Regions from separate parts of the Mus musculus genome. Here all the other regions are linked to region 5. Evidence: chromatin contacts called from public Hi-C, HiChIP or PLAC-seq and promoter capture Hi-C data. All regions are on one chromosome and are shown on one strand. The core of a region is the stretch at or near the end of the contact, and the rest is flanking DNA. Distances in the headings are between cores, read along the strand shown. Region 1 has its middle 78 kb from the start of Gm52667. Region 2 holds the start of Raver2 (ribonucleoprotein, PTB-binding 2). Region 3 overlaps Cachd1 (cache domain containing 1). Region 4 has its middle 56 kb from the start of Gm52667. Region 5 holds the start of Leprot (leptin receptor overlapping transcript).

Region 1 (2,700 bases), core at 66-2,565, 1.0 Mb after region 5:
TCCCCTTCCCTTTTCTCCCTCTTTCTGAGTATTTGATGGTATATACAGACACTTTCCATGCTACCTCAAAGGAACTGTTTACTAGCTTGCATTGGGAGGAGACCAGGGATGCTGACTATCTGCTCACACTGCACAGGAAACCTTCTCACAGAGAGCATCATTTGTCCCCCAAAGGCAGTGGCCAAATCCTTGTTTTAAGTCTCCTGTCAGTCTAGTGCTCTTCTGCATTGTGAGTCTTCTTGAAGCTTCAAGGAGGAGACACTGTCAGTTATGGAGGTCTCCAGGAGTGGATAGTTCTCACGGTAGCAAGTAAAACACAGGAAGGATTCTCTATGGCTGCTCAAAGTCACATTTCAGTCAGAAGCTTCTCACACATCAGTGGGTGCTTTGATGACACCTTGATATCCCTGTGACCATCTCCTCCTCCTCCTCTATTGCCACGTTAAGTTCTGTATTCTACAGTGGGGCTGGTGGCACATGCCTGCTGTCTCAGCACCGGCTACATAGCCAGTGCTATATAGCAAGACTCTGTCTTAAAAGAAAAAGAAGCCATATTCAACAATCCCTGCTTCTGACTCAGGATCTTGTGACTTGTGGCCAGCCTGGCTAATATGGGTCTTTCCTGCAGTAACTAAACATCCTATCAACCGAGTTTTTTCTTCCTGCCCAAAAATTTCCTTAAAAGTCAAATAATCTTTCCTTTTGGCATTAATGCCTCATCTCTAATATTGAATAATCCTTTTCTATCCTCTCTGATATACCTGGGTCTGTTGGCTCACTTATCTATCTTATCTATCTATCTATCTATCTATCTATCTATCTATCATCTATCTATTTACTTGCTTACTTACTTACTTACTTATTTAAACTTCATAATGATCAGAGCAGTTGGAGATTAAGCCATCCAGACAGTAATACTCCTTTCTCATTATGACTGCTACCCCCTCCTCCAGTCAATTTTTAGAACAGATTCACTTCTGTTGCCTTATCTCATCAGCAGGTTCAATAGAGTGTTAGATAATTTTATTTTTCCTGGGACTTAACTGAGGATGGTAAATTCACTACTAGTGATACTTGGATAGGAGAAAGATCAATATTGCCAGTGTTTGCTGGGTTAAATTTAAGGGAGCTATTCTATCACGTGGGTGTAAGTGTGTTTCAGGGTAAAAGAGCAATAGCAACCAGACACCTTCTGGAATTCTTTCCAACTCTAAAAGGCAGGGGAAAAAAAAACACTGAAAAACATTTTGGTGTCACTGAGAGTGTGTCATTTCTATTGAAATGAGGAAGTTCGTTTTTACAGTTCAAGTCAGGAAATAGTTTACATCCTCTTAGTGTTTAGAGTCACTGCAAGATTATGGTCATTGATGTGATCTCTGATAGCACTTTAGTGTTAGCAAAACCAAGTCATTAGTTTATTTATGAAGTATATATTAAGTTTGAATGATGTTCTTAATACAAAATCATTATTTCTGCTTTGAAGTCCAGCAACACAGGCATTATATGATAATATGAACATGTCACGGCAACCTAGTGATTTTATCCAAAGAAAAGAGCAGAGGGTAGAAGGACATAAGAAGACCAATAGCAGAAAAAAAATTCCCAATTTCCAGCTATACTAGTAGAGTCCTGAACGTGTGCTTTTGTGGATAAAAATGCACTTGCTTAAGTCAAATGTGGGACCATAATGGCCCCAGGTTACAGAAGAGTGGTCAAGGGAGCTTCAACCCAGATATCACAAACGTGAGAATGGCAGAAATTGGCTACCTCCCCCTCCTAATCTGGTGCCATAAATCCTACCATCAACCCTAGCAGGAATTTATTACCCTAATAGTTAGGAGGCTGCACTTTTTGTTTGACCTTATGAGGTTTCCCCACAAACACATCCTACATTCCCTGAGTTTGTAGATGAAACATCTTCAACACCCCTGTCTTGGCCAGTGGTACTCAGCCACACAACCCTTGCCCCAGAGACCCTGTCCACCTCCCCAGGGATACAAATTCCCCTCCCCTCAAATGAATGAACCAGTTCTACAAAGCTGCTCTGGTTGTGCTTATTGCCCGTGCATTCATTACCACTCGAGATCCCACCAGCACCCAGATAAGCTTTCCTCCCTCTAGGCCAACTTGGTGCATGCACAACAGGCCTGGGTACCCAGAGGGAGGAGGAGTCATGGGGCAGCAATCAAACACTTATTATATATTGCTTTCATAAACTGTAGCATTGGTATTATTAGGAAAATGTTCAACATTTAATCCTGGAGGGAAGAGGATTTCATAGGGTCCTACTTCTTGGGGAACCTTTGGCAGTTAATGGCTCCAGGAGGACGGGTGTCATTTTGTATCAGTGGTACATCCAATGAAAAGTGGCCCACGTATCTATAAATAGCCTTCCCCCCTTGTGCTTACACAAGTGACTCTAATGAAACCAGTGGGACGTGCGTGTGCATAAGCACACATACATACACCCACACACACACACACACACAAGTGAAAACTGGGAGAAGACATTTTGGAGGGAAGGGGCCTTCAGAAAGTCAGAAGGAGATAGAAGAGATGGGGTAGGGAAATAGTTTTAAATGATTTTGTTATGTAAAGACATTCACCTACAGATCGTACATTGAGCATACTTCACCCCATACTTCCTAAATCATTCTTCTTCCTGTTAGTTTCCCTTGCTCCTCAAAATAATTTCACTTT
Region 2 (2,700 bases), core at 26-2,525, 580 kb before region 5:
ATTGGATCTTCTCTCTGTGTCTAGGGAATAGGGTTGTAAATACTGGGGCACCGCCCTCACTCATGTTAATGATGTAAGTATTCTAGAACAGTCTGAGGACTATTAACCGTAATTTTGGGGTAGAGTGATTACAGATGACTTATTTTTATAATATTTAGAACATTGAGCCTAATCACACCAGCTTCCATTTCTTCATGTGTAATGGGAAGAAAATAAGCTTTGCCTAATTGGATTTTTTTTAAAGGGAAGCACTGTAACATACTTAGAAATATGTGGGTGGCACCTGCTCAGTACTGAATTTATGATTTTATTCATTTGATGTGTGTGTGTGTTTCTCTGGAAGCCAGAAAAGTGCATTGGATCCGCTGGAGGCAGAGTTACAGGTAGTTGTGAGCCATCTGACTTGGGTACTCGAATTAGTACTGTGGTCCTCTGCAAGAGCAGCAAGTGCCCTAAAGCGATACGCCATCTCTCCAGCCCTTTCATGATATTTAAAGCATTTTCCTTTAACAGATCACTTGCTGGGTTAAACAGGCTTTTTTTTTTTTTTTTTTTTTTTTGTGCATTTTCATGGGGCACACTTAAGTAAGGTGTGTGTTCCTATTTGCTAATAGTCATTACAGCTGGTGAGAGTTGAAGGGTATTTATTATATTTTGTAGATCTCACTTTAACTAGGTATATCTTTCCACAGTATGTCTCCTTCCAAGTTTCAATTCAAATAATCAAGGAACTTATTCCCCTGCCTTCTGCCGAAGCTGTCCTAGTCTTTGTTTCAGCTTTGATTTGTGTTGCAAATACAACTAGCCAGGTTGTCATCTTAGGCCGCAAAGGGACCGATGAAAGATAATGATTTCTTATACACAACCAGGAAAATTTGTTATGCTCAGGTCTTACTAAATAATACCAAACCTTCCCCCAGAATATTTTTAGATAAATCTCATATGTTATTTTTCATCGAAAACTTAACTTTGCCAAATGCGCACTTCTTGATGTGTCAGAATTGAGGCCAGGAGTTCTCTGGCCTGCGCAGTGGCGCCTGAGGCCCTCGGATTTGAGAGGCGAGGCCGAGCGCGGCGAGCTAGGGGTAGTGTTGGTAGGGGTTCGAGTCCCACCATGTTACCGCGTCCTAGATTCCGCAGGTGTCCTGCAGGGGGAGGGGGCGGAGCGTCGGGGGCGTGGCTGGATAGGGCGTGTCTCCGGGCTCCGCCCCTCCCGCGTCGGCGGCTGCGGCGCCTCCCCCGCCCGCGCGCCCTTGCTCCGCGTCCGGCCCGCCTCGCCCCCGCGCGGCCTCTCCGCTTTCTCTCCCGCTTCGCTCCGGCCTCTCCGAGTCTGCAGCGGGGCGCCGGGAAGATGGCGGCGCGGGGAGGCGGCGCGGGGGGCGCGGGCTCGGGATCCGGACCCTCTGCTGGGACGGCGGGGGAGGCCGCGGAGCCCGCGCTGCGCCCGGGGGAGGTGGCTGCGCTGCACCCCCAGGAGGTGGCTGCACGGCTGCAGCGGATGCGACGGGAGCTGAGCAACCGGCGGAAAATCCTAGTGAAAAACCTGCCCCAGGACAGCAGCTCCCAGGTATGGGCACCGGGCCGGGGTGACCGGGGCGGGTTTGGGGACACCGCAAAACCGGAGGAGACCGTAATGGTCCCGGCGCCTAGGAGAGAAGGAGGTATGCGCACCGAGCCCAGAGCCCTTTGCCTCGACGAAGCCTTTCTGCAGCCAGCGAGAGCAGCGTGTTGGGAAACTGAGGCTGGGCAAGGCGGAGCGGCTCGTGCAAGGTCAGGGGGTTCTGGGGCGGATGCTGCCACGTCTGGTCTGTACTTTGTGTTCCCTCCAGCCCAAGGCGGTGTTGAAGGTGAAGGCGCGTGGTGGGGAGCTGAGGAGCTCAGATTTAGGGGGCTGGCTTCCGGAGCCCCTCGAGAAGGGAAGGGGTCCCGCGTAGGGTGTTGGGGACTTGGATTGCCACGGGGGCGGGGTCACGGGAAAGCTGGGCGAGTTCTTCTGCAGAAGCACTTGACCAAGTTTGTATGAAACAACTTTGCTCCGCTTGTTAAGGCCGCAGAGAGCAGAGGCTGATACTGCGCCGGCAGTCTTGCAGCCTTCTGCCAAACCAAGTATGGCAGGATTTGTTTCTGTGCTTGCGCGGAGTTTAAAGCTAAGCAGCTCGCAGTCTTTAATCCAGATTAACTGTTGCTTCTTGGATTAGAAAGCCCGAGTCGACTTAACTTCTTTTTTTTTTTTTCCCTGATTGCGAAAGTTAAAATCTTATTGTAGGAGCGCTAGAGAATTTGAAGGATTTTCTCGGGATTCATATTCATTCATTCTCATTCATAGCCCTCCCCATTTTTTTCTCTCTGTTTTTCCCTCTTTTCCTCTCCTTTCTTTCTTTGAGACAGCGTGCCAAGTATCCCCAGGCAGGCCTTGAATTTCTGATCCTCCTTTCTCCACCTACCATGTGCTAGGATTTCAGGTGTGTACCACAGGCTCGGCGCAACAGTCCTGCATGCATGAGAGAGTGTGTGTTTATTACTCCCAAGACTTCATGAATGCATGCAACACTCTACCAACTGAACTATAACCATGTTGTCTTTCTTCCTTTTCTTGTGCACAAGTATGCACATGCATTTGTTTTTGTTTTTTATCAAAAACATGAAACAATGTAGCATTCTTTAGGTTTCCTACAGTTTTCCTGAAGATGCTTGTACGTT
Region 3 (2,700 bases), core at 111-2,610, 650 kb before region 5:
CTAAACATGATTAAGAGTGCTCCGGTGGGCCCTGTGGCCGGAGGCATCATGGGCTGCATCATGGTGCTGGTCCTTGCCGTGTATGCTTACCGCCACCAGATCCATCGCCGCAGCCACCAGCACATGTCACCTCTTGCTGCTCAAGGTGAGTACAGAAAGCCTCTTGGAGGTTGTTGAGCAGCGATTTGAATAGGCCTCTCAGAAATCGTAGAGCAGCGTGACATCTGATGTCCCCAAAGCCTGCTTTCTAATTTAGTGCCTAAATTCCACATGCCCCATTTTGATTACCCAGAAAATACCAGGCCCTTTCCAGATACTGCCGGCATCCTCATCCCTCACATACTCCGTGGCTTACATGAACTGGGCAGCTAGCGTGCTGACCCACAGGGTGTCAGCATGCTGCCCTTGCAGGTCTGAACCCAAGCAAATCAGAGACCTCCAGATCATTATGAGCAAGAATTTGAATCTATCCAATGGCCTTCCTGTACATTAGAATAATCAGATCTTTCCAAACAGAATAAATCATCGAAGCAAACTATAAAAAGAGTTGGCCTATATTCGTGACCTTGTTGCCATCTGAGTCTGCCATCTGTACTCAAAGCCATTCCCACCCTTCCCGAAGTCCCCAGAGATATGTCAGCCTGCCCTTTGTGAAACTCACAGTTTTCCTGTCCACTTAGCTCAGCTTGTAGGACTAGTGACAAGTTGGTGTTAGGTGTTGCTATGACGACAGACCTGACACAGCATAGCCACAGAGAAAGGTATACCTACCTGAGAATCGGCTAGACTCAGGGTGGCCGCATCCAGTGTGGCCTTGCACCTGTATGCAGCTCTGGAGCCTTTTCACGGCTCAGCCAGTAACGCTTCAGACCCACTTCTTCTGCTTAAGCACTTGATAGAAGATTAACAATGAGCTGGCCTCCACCCGTTTCTTCTTTCTCCAGAACACTATTCTAGATGCTCTTCCCTTATTCTCTTGTTCTTCCTTTGTCTCTGCCCACCCATGTATCAGACAGAGGCATCTGTTCATTCTCTTGCAAGCTCATTATTTTATTTTATTTTATTTTATTTTATTTTATTTTATTTTATTTTATTTTATTTGAGGGGCTGGAGATAGAACCCAGCACACTTGAGGAGAGCTTTCTACCACTCTCCTCCATCCTCTGCCCTGAACTCATTCTTGACGGAATGCTGTCACCTAGCCATCAAACCATCACTCAGCAGGGTATTAAAGCCCATGGTTTTGTTTGATTAAATAGTCATGTTTCTCTCTTTCTAATGATGGACAGAAATGTCAGTGCGTATGTCCAACCTGGAGAATGACAGAGATGAAAGAGACGATGACAGTCATGAAGACAGAGGCATCAGTGAGTATCTGCCACCCCCTGCCTCGTGTGTCAGCGGGAGGCTAATCCAAAATAAATATTCTTTCTTATGTCCTTTTGGCTTGTATTAAAATTTCAGAAGCTTTGACATGGTAGATTTTTTTTTCCTCCCCTTTTCACTAGGAATAGGTGTGGGTCTCTGCTTTGTTTCAGAATATCTCTTTTTTTTGGGATGTTATCTTTTACACTTTCTTTGACCTAAAGCCTCTCGCCCCATGACTTTTCCAACATGTTGTTTTAGAAAGAGAACTTTCTAGAAAAAATTTTTTTAGTCCCCTAATTAGTGTACACATCTCAGAGTAATGGAAAAGTGCTTTCTTTCTTAAAAGAGACTTCTGTTGATGTTGAACTCCCATGGCCTTTCGCTGCCTAGACGTTAGCCTGCTGGTGCCTGGAGATAAGCAGCTGACCGCCCCTCCCTGCATCAGCCCTAAGCCAGCTTCCCCCACCCCCATCCTTAGGATTCTTTTAAAAATTATTTATTCTAACTTCTGAAAGACTGACCCTTCCAACACGTGAGTGAGTGGGCATGCTCAGAGCAAGGGGGTTGAACAATGAAGGCACTGGCACAGGAATGACATTAATTGTCCGTGACGTCCTACAGTCAGCAACACCCGGTTCATAGCTGCAGTCATGGAGCGACACGTACACAGTCCAGAAAGGAGGCGACGCTACTGGGGCCGCTCGGGAACTGAAAGTGATCATGGTAAGATCTGGTGTCCGGCATTCGAGCTCCCAGAGGCCTGGGCTATGCTGTGGGAGGCGGGCACAGACTGACTCTCTCTTTCTCCTGTTCTGTTCGTAAGCTAATTTATTTTGACATAGTTTCCCCAAAGGATACACCCAAGCATGACATGGTTTGAGAAAAGTGTCAAGCTAAAGGGCCCTGACCACACAGATTGCTTTCAAGTTTTTCTCCATCGAGAAGGTGGGGGCTGGTGAGATGGCTCAGTGGGTAGAGATTCTTGCAGCCATGCCTGATGACCTGAGTTCAATCCATGGAATCCACATGACAGAAGGAAAGAGCTGATTCCCCCAAGTTACCTCTGACTGCCCCACACCACAGTGTACAGGCACACATACACAAATAAGTGTAAATTTTTTTCTTCTCTATATAGCCTTAGCTGTCCTGGAATTCACTTTGTAGGCCAGGCTGGCCTTGAATTCATCGAGACCTTTTTGACACTTATTTCATATCTGTAACCAAATACCAGGTGAAAAAAACTTCAGGGAGGAATTATTCCTTTGGCTCAAGGTTAAGAGGTTCAGTTTGGTTGCTAAGCAACCATATTATGGCTTAGGCCTGTATCTTAAG
Region 4 (2,700 bases), core at 107-2,606, 980 kb after region 5:
CTCAATTTTGTGGCTGTGTGGTCTTGGGCATATGGCCTGGTCCCTAGGCTAGTAGAGCCACTACCATAATGACTATCATGCAAAGAGGGCTTATTGAAGGCTGAGCTTTGTCCTAGGTGTTCTACATGTAATAGTGTGGTGCATCTTCTCAGTAAGAACAGAGAATCTATTGTCTCTTGCTGACAAGAGTTGAGGCACAGGGTTGATAGGGCTCAGAGTGCTTAGGCAATGTCCTGAGGTCAAATTAGTGTATACTTCTCCTTTCTAGAGTGATTCTGGGGATCAAAAAGACAGTGTCAGAGAAGTTTTTATTTGAAAACTACTACATTGGGTGATGCTAAGTTGTAGGGTACAAGGGTGTTCTTAGGTGGCATCTAGAAGGCAGGGCCTAATCCTGTTCTCTGAGGTGGACAGTGTTTTCAGTGAGTAGACTGGCCTTCCTCATGCTGGCCTTTGTTTCCGGAAGCTTGGCCTCCTCTTGAAGAGCCTCGGGTGTGTTGAAACTCTGTAGAATTCAGGGGAAATTGCTGCTGGGTCAGAGCCTATGCAGCTGTCCCCTGGGAGTTTCCAGGTTTGTGTGGGTGCAATATCAATCATTTTTGTTTGAGAAGAACTGGCCAAAAGCCAATGTTCTCTTTCCCCTGCCCAGGCTGTGGGTAAGAAAACCCAAAGATTTCTTCAATAAAAGGAAGAGAAATTGCTCAAGCTTGATTATCTAGCACAGAGGCTGGCATAGAGAGGAAAGGGCTTGCCCCATGCCCAGTAAGGACAAGAGTTTTAAAGTCGTCACCACACTTGGCTCGTATCCTGATGGAACATACTGCCCCCATTGTACAGAAGTCAGAACCAAGTTGGTCAATATCACCCATGAATGTAGAACGAGGACGTTTTCTCCTTTCAAAGCCAATGCTTTCTTCACTGCCTGAGATTCCTTGTGAGGAGACAACACTGGGGAGCAATATAGGGCAAACTGTGAAGCCGATTGTTGTGTGACTTTGACCAGATGATCGAATCTCTCAGAATCTGTTTCCTCTGACAACAGTAACAACAACAAAAATAACTGTAATCTACCTAATAGATGCACCATGAAGCACTGTGGGTGTTAAGTGGGTCAAAATGGGGGAATTACTTAGAGCATGGTCCCACCCCACGATCAGATACTGATTATAAAACTTGATTCTAGAAATGCTCTGTTGTCCTGCCAGTGATGCCGTGTGCTCAGAAGGAAGGAAGAGGAGACTTCTCGAGCAGTAATTCAGACTCTGTGGTTCGTGGATACTTGAGATTCATGGCCTCACACAGCTCTGACAAGGATTGAGGCCCAGTGTGGATAGGGCTGGGAGGGTTCAGCCCGTGTCCTGAGGTCAACTTGGCAGATACTTCTCCTTTCTGGAGCAGTGTGACTCTGAGGATCAAAAGGACAACGTCAGAGAAGCTTGCTTTGAGAACGGCCAGTGTTCCTGTGGGTGAAGATTTTGAAGAACATAGGAGGGAACTGAAAGGCAGAGGTGTTCGGCCACATGATGACGCTGAGCAGAGACAGAGAACTAGAGTGTAAGCCCCAGCCTGATGCCAGCACTCCAGCTCCCTATCATAACAGAAAAAGAGCCCAGCAGCCCAGCTTCAAAGGATTTATGCATCTGTGTACCTCCCTTGTGCTTGCCTATGGTGAGGTGTCCTCCAGGGGGAGGAGGGCTGTCATCTCATCTGCACCATTTTATTTGACAAATATGTTGTTTTCTCTTCTTTTCTTTTCTTTTCTTTTCTTTTCTTTTCTTTTCTTTTCTCTTCTCTTCTCTTCTCTTCTCTTCTCTTCTCTTCTCTTCTCTTCTCTTCCCTTCCCTTCCCTTCCCCTCCCCTCCCCTCCCCTCCCCTCCCGTCCCCTCCCGTCCCCTCCCGTCCCCTCCCGTCCCCTCCCCTCCCCTCCCCTCCCGTCCCCTCCCGTCCCCTCCCGTCCCCTCCCCTCCCCTCCCCTCCCCTCCCCTCCCCTCCCCTCTTCTCTTCTTTTGCTTGGTTTTTTTGTTTTTTGGTTTTTGTTTGTTTTTCGAGACAGGGTTTCTCTGTATAGCCCTGGCTGTCCTGGAACTCACTTTGTAGACCAGGCTGGCCTCAAACTCCGAAATCCGCCTGCCTCTGCCTCCCGAGTGCTGGGATTAAAGGCATGCGCCACCACACCCAGCAAATATGTTGTTTCTTGACCAGGTCTCCCATTTTAAATGATTAAAGCATAAAGCAGGCTGGTAATTTGGTAGATTCCTATAGTAGCTCAGGTTTGTAAGACGTGGATCTTTGCATGTGTTTACAGTCTGCCTGCCTACTGTGTTCAGGGACTAGGATGAGAAAATGACATCGAGGAACAATGGCATCAGTTAAATAATCAATGAATGCCTATGCACAAACAATGTAAGTTACCATTCAATGGCATTCTGTGGTGTTTCAAGTTCCACGGGTAAAGAAAGGCAGGATGAAGAGCCTGAGAACAGCACAGCCCTGTAGGAGAAGGGGCCCACACAATTTGAGGAGCTTATGGGGTCTCGATATGTTTAGAATAGGGCTTCTTAAACCCTTTACACTGTAATCCCAATTATGCAGGTTTATAACATACAATGTCTATCTAGCCATATGGTATGCATGCATATATGCATATATGTATATATAAGTATATAAGTTCACAGATCAATCATTTAGTGACAGTAAATT
Region 5 (2,700 bases), core at 187-2,686:
CTGATTGTATACTAGGTTCTTAGCAGATTAAGCATATATATATGTATATACATATATATGTGTATATACATATTTTCCTTTTAAGTTTAGAACTTCGTGGGTTTTGACTTTCTAACCTTGTCTAAAGAGCTGTTTGGTTCAGTTCCTATTCTTTCTGAACTGCTTTCTGTAGAGGACTTGGACTACTGGATGGTTTCTAAGATGAAGGAAGATTCCACTGAAGAAGGTAAGAATAAGATGGATCTGGAGGAGTGAAAATTGGCCTTAGTTACTTGCAGGCCTGCGTTTATTTAAGGACCTAAAGAAATCCGGACCCACAGAGTTTGTAATGAATGAGGGGGATAGACGGACGCGGTAGTTTACACAAAATGTTAATGTAGTTTGCTACAAAGCAAGCAAATCTATACAAAAGTCAAAGATCTTACATAGGGATATCTCTAATCCTGATTTCTGGTGCTGTCACTCACTCCCGATCTCTACTATATCAGCCACACACTCTCAAAACAAACCACACAGGCACACAGGAAGAGTCGTCCTGGAAGGTAACCTCTCCCCATCCTTATCCCGTGCCCCACTTTTTCCACCAGTCCTTTCAGGCAAGTTTCCTAACAGCCAGCCAGGGTGATGGTGAGCATCTAGAATCTCCTGAGGCAGAGCCTGGGCCCCAAGTCACGACAGTGAGGAAGGGATGGACCCCAGATTGAGAAACAGGGCTGAGATGTCTCAGAATCCAGGATCCCCCGAAGAGTTAAAATAAAGGAGTTATTCTGAAGTAATCAAAGTGGGAGGGGGCTGAGACTAGGAGCGGAGTTCCCGGCCAGCGGGGCGGTGCTGAACAAACTGGGAGACTACTGGAATGAAGTTCTGAGTGGCAGGAAGTAGGACCAGTAGAGTCCGAGCTATGAGTGGCGGAGGCGGGATCAGTCCAATGGGGTGGAGTTCTGCATGGCGGATTGGGATCCGTGCTGGCAGGGACTGAGCTCAGCCAACTGGGGGCGGAGTCCGCGAAGTGGAGGAAGGCGTTGGGGGAGGGTCTCCATGAGCTGGAGGCAGGATTATGTGCCAGAGTGGCGGAACTGTGGGCCGAGCGGAACCGGGCCCGGCAGAGGAGGAGCTCAGAGTGGCAGGGATCAGAACCAGTATAGGAAATACTGAGTGCCTGTAGGGCAGAATCTGGCATAATTGGGTGTGAGGTTGTAATTGGCAGAATTCTAAACCAGTAGGAATCAGGTTCTGCATGGATGGTGGGATTGGGCTTCTGGGGGCGGGAAGCCACGGGATGGGGCGGAGTCTAAAATCAGGGGCGGGGCCTAATGAAGGGGCGGGGCTCCGTTGGTTGGGTAGGAAGTCAATACCGTCAGGGGGCGGGCCGGGCTTTGGATTCGCGCGCCGGCCCTGGCTAGTCTGGGTGTGGGCGGCTTTTGGAGAAAGCCGGAAGCAGCGACAGCCCCAGCTCCAGAGACATGGCGGGCGTTAAAGGTACACTGCGACCCTCGCCCGCGGCTAGTGGGTGGGGTCGCTCCTGGCTCCAGGCTGCATGGCGAGCAGCCTGTGTGCGGGTGTGCGAGTTCCTGCAGACCGCGGCCTCCCGAATGCGCGGCAGAGGTGTTTTGCGGAGCCTATAAACGCTCGCGCCCACGCCCACGCCCGTCAGTTCCCAGGCGGGGGCTTCTCCCGTGGGCTGTACGTTCCACAGTGGTCCCCTGGGCTTTTCAGTTCTCCGTAGGTCACATCAGGGTCCCACATCCTCACCTTCCTGCCCCGCCGCAGTTTCCTGTGGCTTACAGAGGAGCCTTTGTGTCCAGGATGTGTGTTGGAAACTTGGTCCTGTTGTTCCCTTACGGTTTTTCTCGCTGGGCAGAATAATTTCGGGCGTGTGGCACTTTGGAAAGTAACCAGAAATACCCTATTCGACGCAACCTTGGGGCTGCAATTAGATGGGATTTTAACAAGACTTTTCTTGAGTGTTTACTGGTCTGTGAACAGAGCAGTATGTGCTGTTTGTGTTCTTGAATGGTGATGAAAGGAGGGTACCGAAAGATTATCACCCTGATCTGTGTGAATGCAGAGCTTTGGGCGTTGGGTGGGGACAAAGTTACTGGAAGGCTTCCTGGTATTTGGATTTCTGGTCATCCGCACAGAGAAGACTTAATTTATCTCTGTGTTGGACTTCCTTTCTTTGAAAACTATCCACAAAGACCTTCCCACTCACCAACATCTGTAAGATGGATACAGTGTATACTCATGTGGATGCACTGTACATTATCTGTGCACAACTAGTAACAGACATAGCTAACCATTTTGGGGGGACTTTTGTATTTCAAATCAAAGTAAACATGGTTTACTTGGGCAATGTCCACTGTATGACGTATCCATTTGAAGACAGTGTAGAAAGCATGTAAAATTGTGTCTCACTACTACAGAGTGTTCAGTCCTGGACAGAAAGTACAAAGTAGCAACAGTAATTTATGGGCCTATGTAGTGAAAAGGAACAAAGGCTATGAAGTAGACAAGAGCACAAGGAAGTAAAACTTTGCCCATAATTCAACTGTTATTGAGAAACTATGCTGGAGACTTGGGATAAAAGATAAGTGAGAAGTTTGGACTGAGTTGATTGCCGAAAATAATTATATTGCTGTGTAAGAAAATGATGTGTGCTCTGACAGTTGAGAACATAGAGATAATATAGTGGAGGGAATC

Evidence for each region. Promoter capture Hi-C pulls out the DNA fragments that hold promoters and counts their contacts. Hi-C and Micro-C count contacts between places; a contact is called where the count stands out from the background. HiChIP or PLAC-seq counts read pairs in DNA pulled down with a chosen protein or histone mark.
Region 1: a promoter capture Hi-C map of liver shows a contact between it and region 5, with 4 times the contacts expected there. The contact joins the enhancer-like site here to the promoter of Leprot in region 5. A contact is called at or near these places in 4 of 39 promoter capture datasets (hippocampal neurons, liver and pre-B cells), 1 of 15 datasets of contacts at CTCF or cohesin (large pre-B cells), 9 of 484 Hi-C or Micro-C datasets (CD4 T cells, Th1 cells, brain and 6 more), 5 of 115 datasets of contacts at active chromatin or transcription factors (the NIH/3T3 cell line, astrocytes, bone marrow-derived dendritic cells and 2 more) and 1 of 9 other capture datasets (liver).
Region 2: an H3K27ac HiChIP or PLAC-seq map of embryonic stem cells shows a contact between it and region 5, with 2.8 times the contacts expected there. The contact joins the promoter of Raver2 here to the promoter of Leprot in region 5. A contact is called at or near these places in 1 of 484 Hi-C or Micro-C datasets (embryonic stem cells) and 1 of 115 datasets of contacts at active chromatin or transcription factors (embryonic stem cells).
Region 3: a Hi-C map of erythroblasts shows a contact between it and region 5, with 2.3 times the contacts expected there. The contact joins the enhancer-like site here to the promoter of Leprot in region 5. A contact is called at or near these places in 2 of 39 promoter capture datasets (hematopoietic stem and progenitor cells and liver), 2 of 484 Hi-C or Micro-C datasets (the G1E-ER4 cell line and erythroblasts) and 1 of 115 datasets of contacts at active chromatin or transcription factors (double positive thymocytes).
Region 4: a contact with region 5 is called in a promoter capture Hi-C map of 3T3-L1-derived adipocytes, with 4 times the contacts expected there. The contact joins the enhancer-like site here to the promoter of Leprot in region 5. A contact is called at or near these places in 4 of 39 promoter capture datasets (3T3-L1-derived adipocytes, hippocampal neurons, liver and 1 more), 1 of 115 datasets of contacts at active chromatin or transcription factors (bone marrow-derived dendritic cells) and 1 of 9 other capture datasets (liver).

Annotation. Positions count from the first base shown.
Region 1 is chr4:102,645,961-102,648,660 of GRCm38.p6, forward strand. No RefSeq gene overlaps it. Among named protein-coding and RNA genes, the nearest start is that of Gm52667, 78 kb to the left of the region's middle. Within about 2 kb of position 1,316, at least 34 of the 459 cell types and tissues checked have an H3K27ac peak or open chromatin away from gene starts, as enhancers often do. A contact at or near this core is called in bone marrow-derived dendritic cells, liver, pre-B cells and 1 more, where this site is marked.
Region 2 is chr4:101,067,763-101,070,462 of GRCm38.p6, forward strand. It overlaps Raver2 (ribonucleoprotein, PTB-binding 2), which reads left to right and starts at 1,276. Exons shown (of 12, transcript NM_183024.1): 1 at 1,276-1,567. The coding sequence starts at 1,352. It overlaps Gm35956 (a long non-coding RNA gene), which reads left to right and starts at 1,575. Exons shown (of 2, transcript XR_867959.2): 1 at 1,575-2,700.
Region 3 is chr4:100,992,746-100,995,445 of GRCm38.p6, forward strand. It overlaps Cachd1 (cache domain containing 1), which reads left to right. Exons shown (of 27, transcript NM_198037.1): 24 at 1-145; 25 at 1,290-1,367; 26 at 1,990-2,091. Among named protein-coding and RNA genes, the nearest start is that of Raver2, 75 kb to the right of the region's middle. Within about 2 kb of position 1,361, at least 30 of the 459 cell types and tissues checked have an H3K27ac peak or open chromatin away from gene starts, as enhancers often do. A contact at or near this core is called in the G1E-ER4 cell line and erythroblasts, where this site is marked.
Region 4 is chr4:102,623,760-102,626,459 of GRCm38.p6, forward strand. No RefSeq gene overlaps it. Among named protein-coding and RNA genes, the nearest start is that of Gm52667, 56 kb to the left of the region's middle. Within about 2 kb of position 1,357, at least 104 of the 459 cell types and tissues checked have an H3K27ac peak or open chromatin away from gene starts, as enhancers often do. A contact at or near this core is called in 3T3-L1-derived adipocytes, bone marrow-derived dendritic cells and liver, where this site is marked.
Region 5 is chr4:101,646,347-101,649,046 of GRCm38.p6, forward strand. Leprot (leptin receptor overlapping transcript) reads left to right here and starts at 1,437. Exons shown (of 4, transcript NM_175036.4): 1 at 1,437-1,479. The coding sequence starts at 1,464.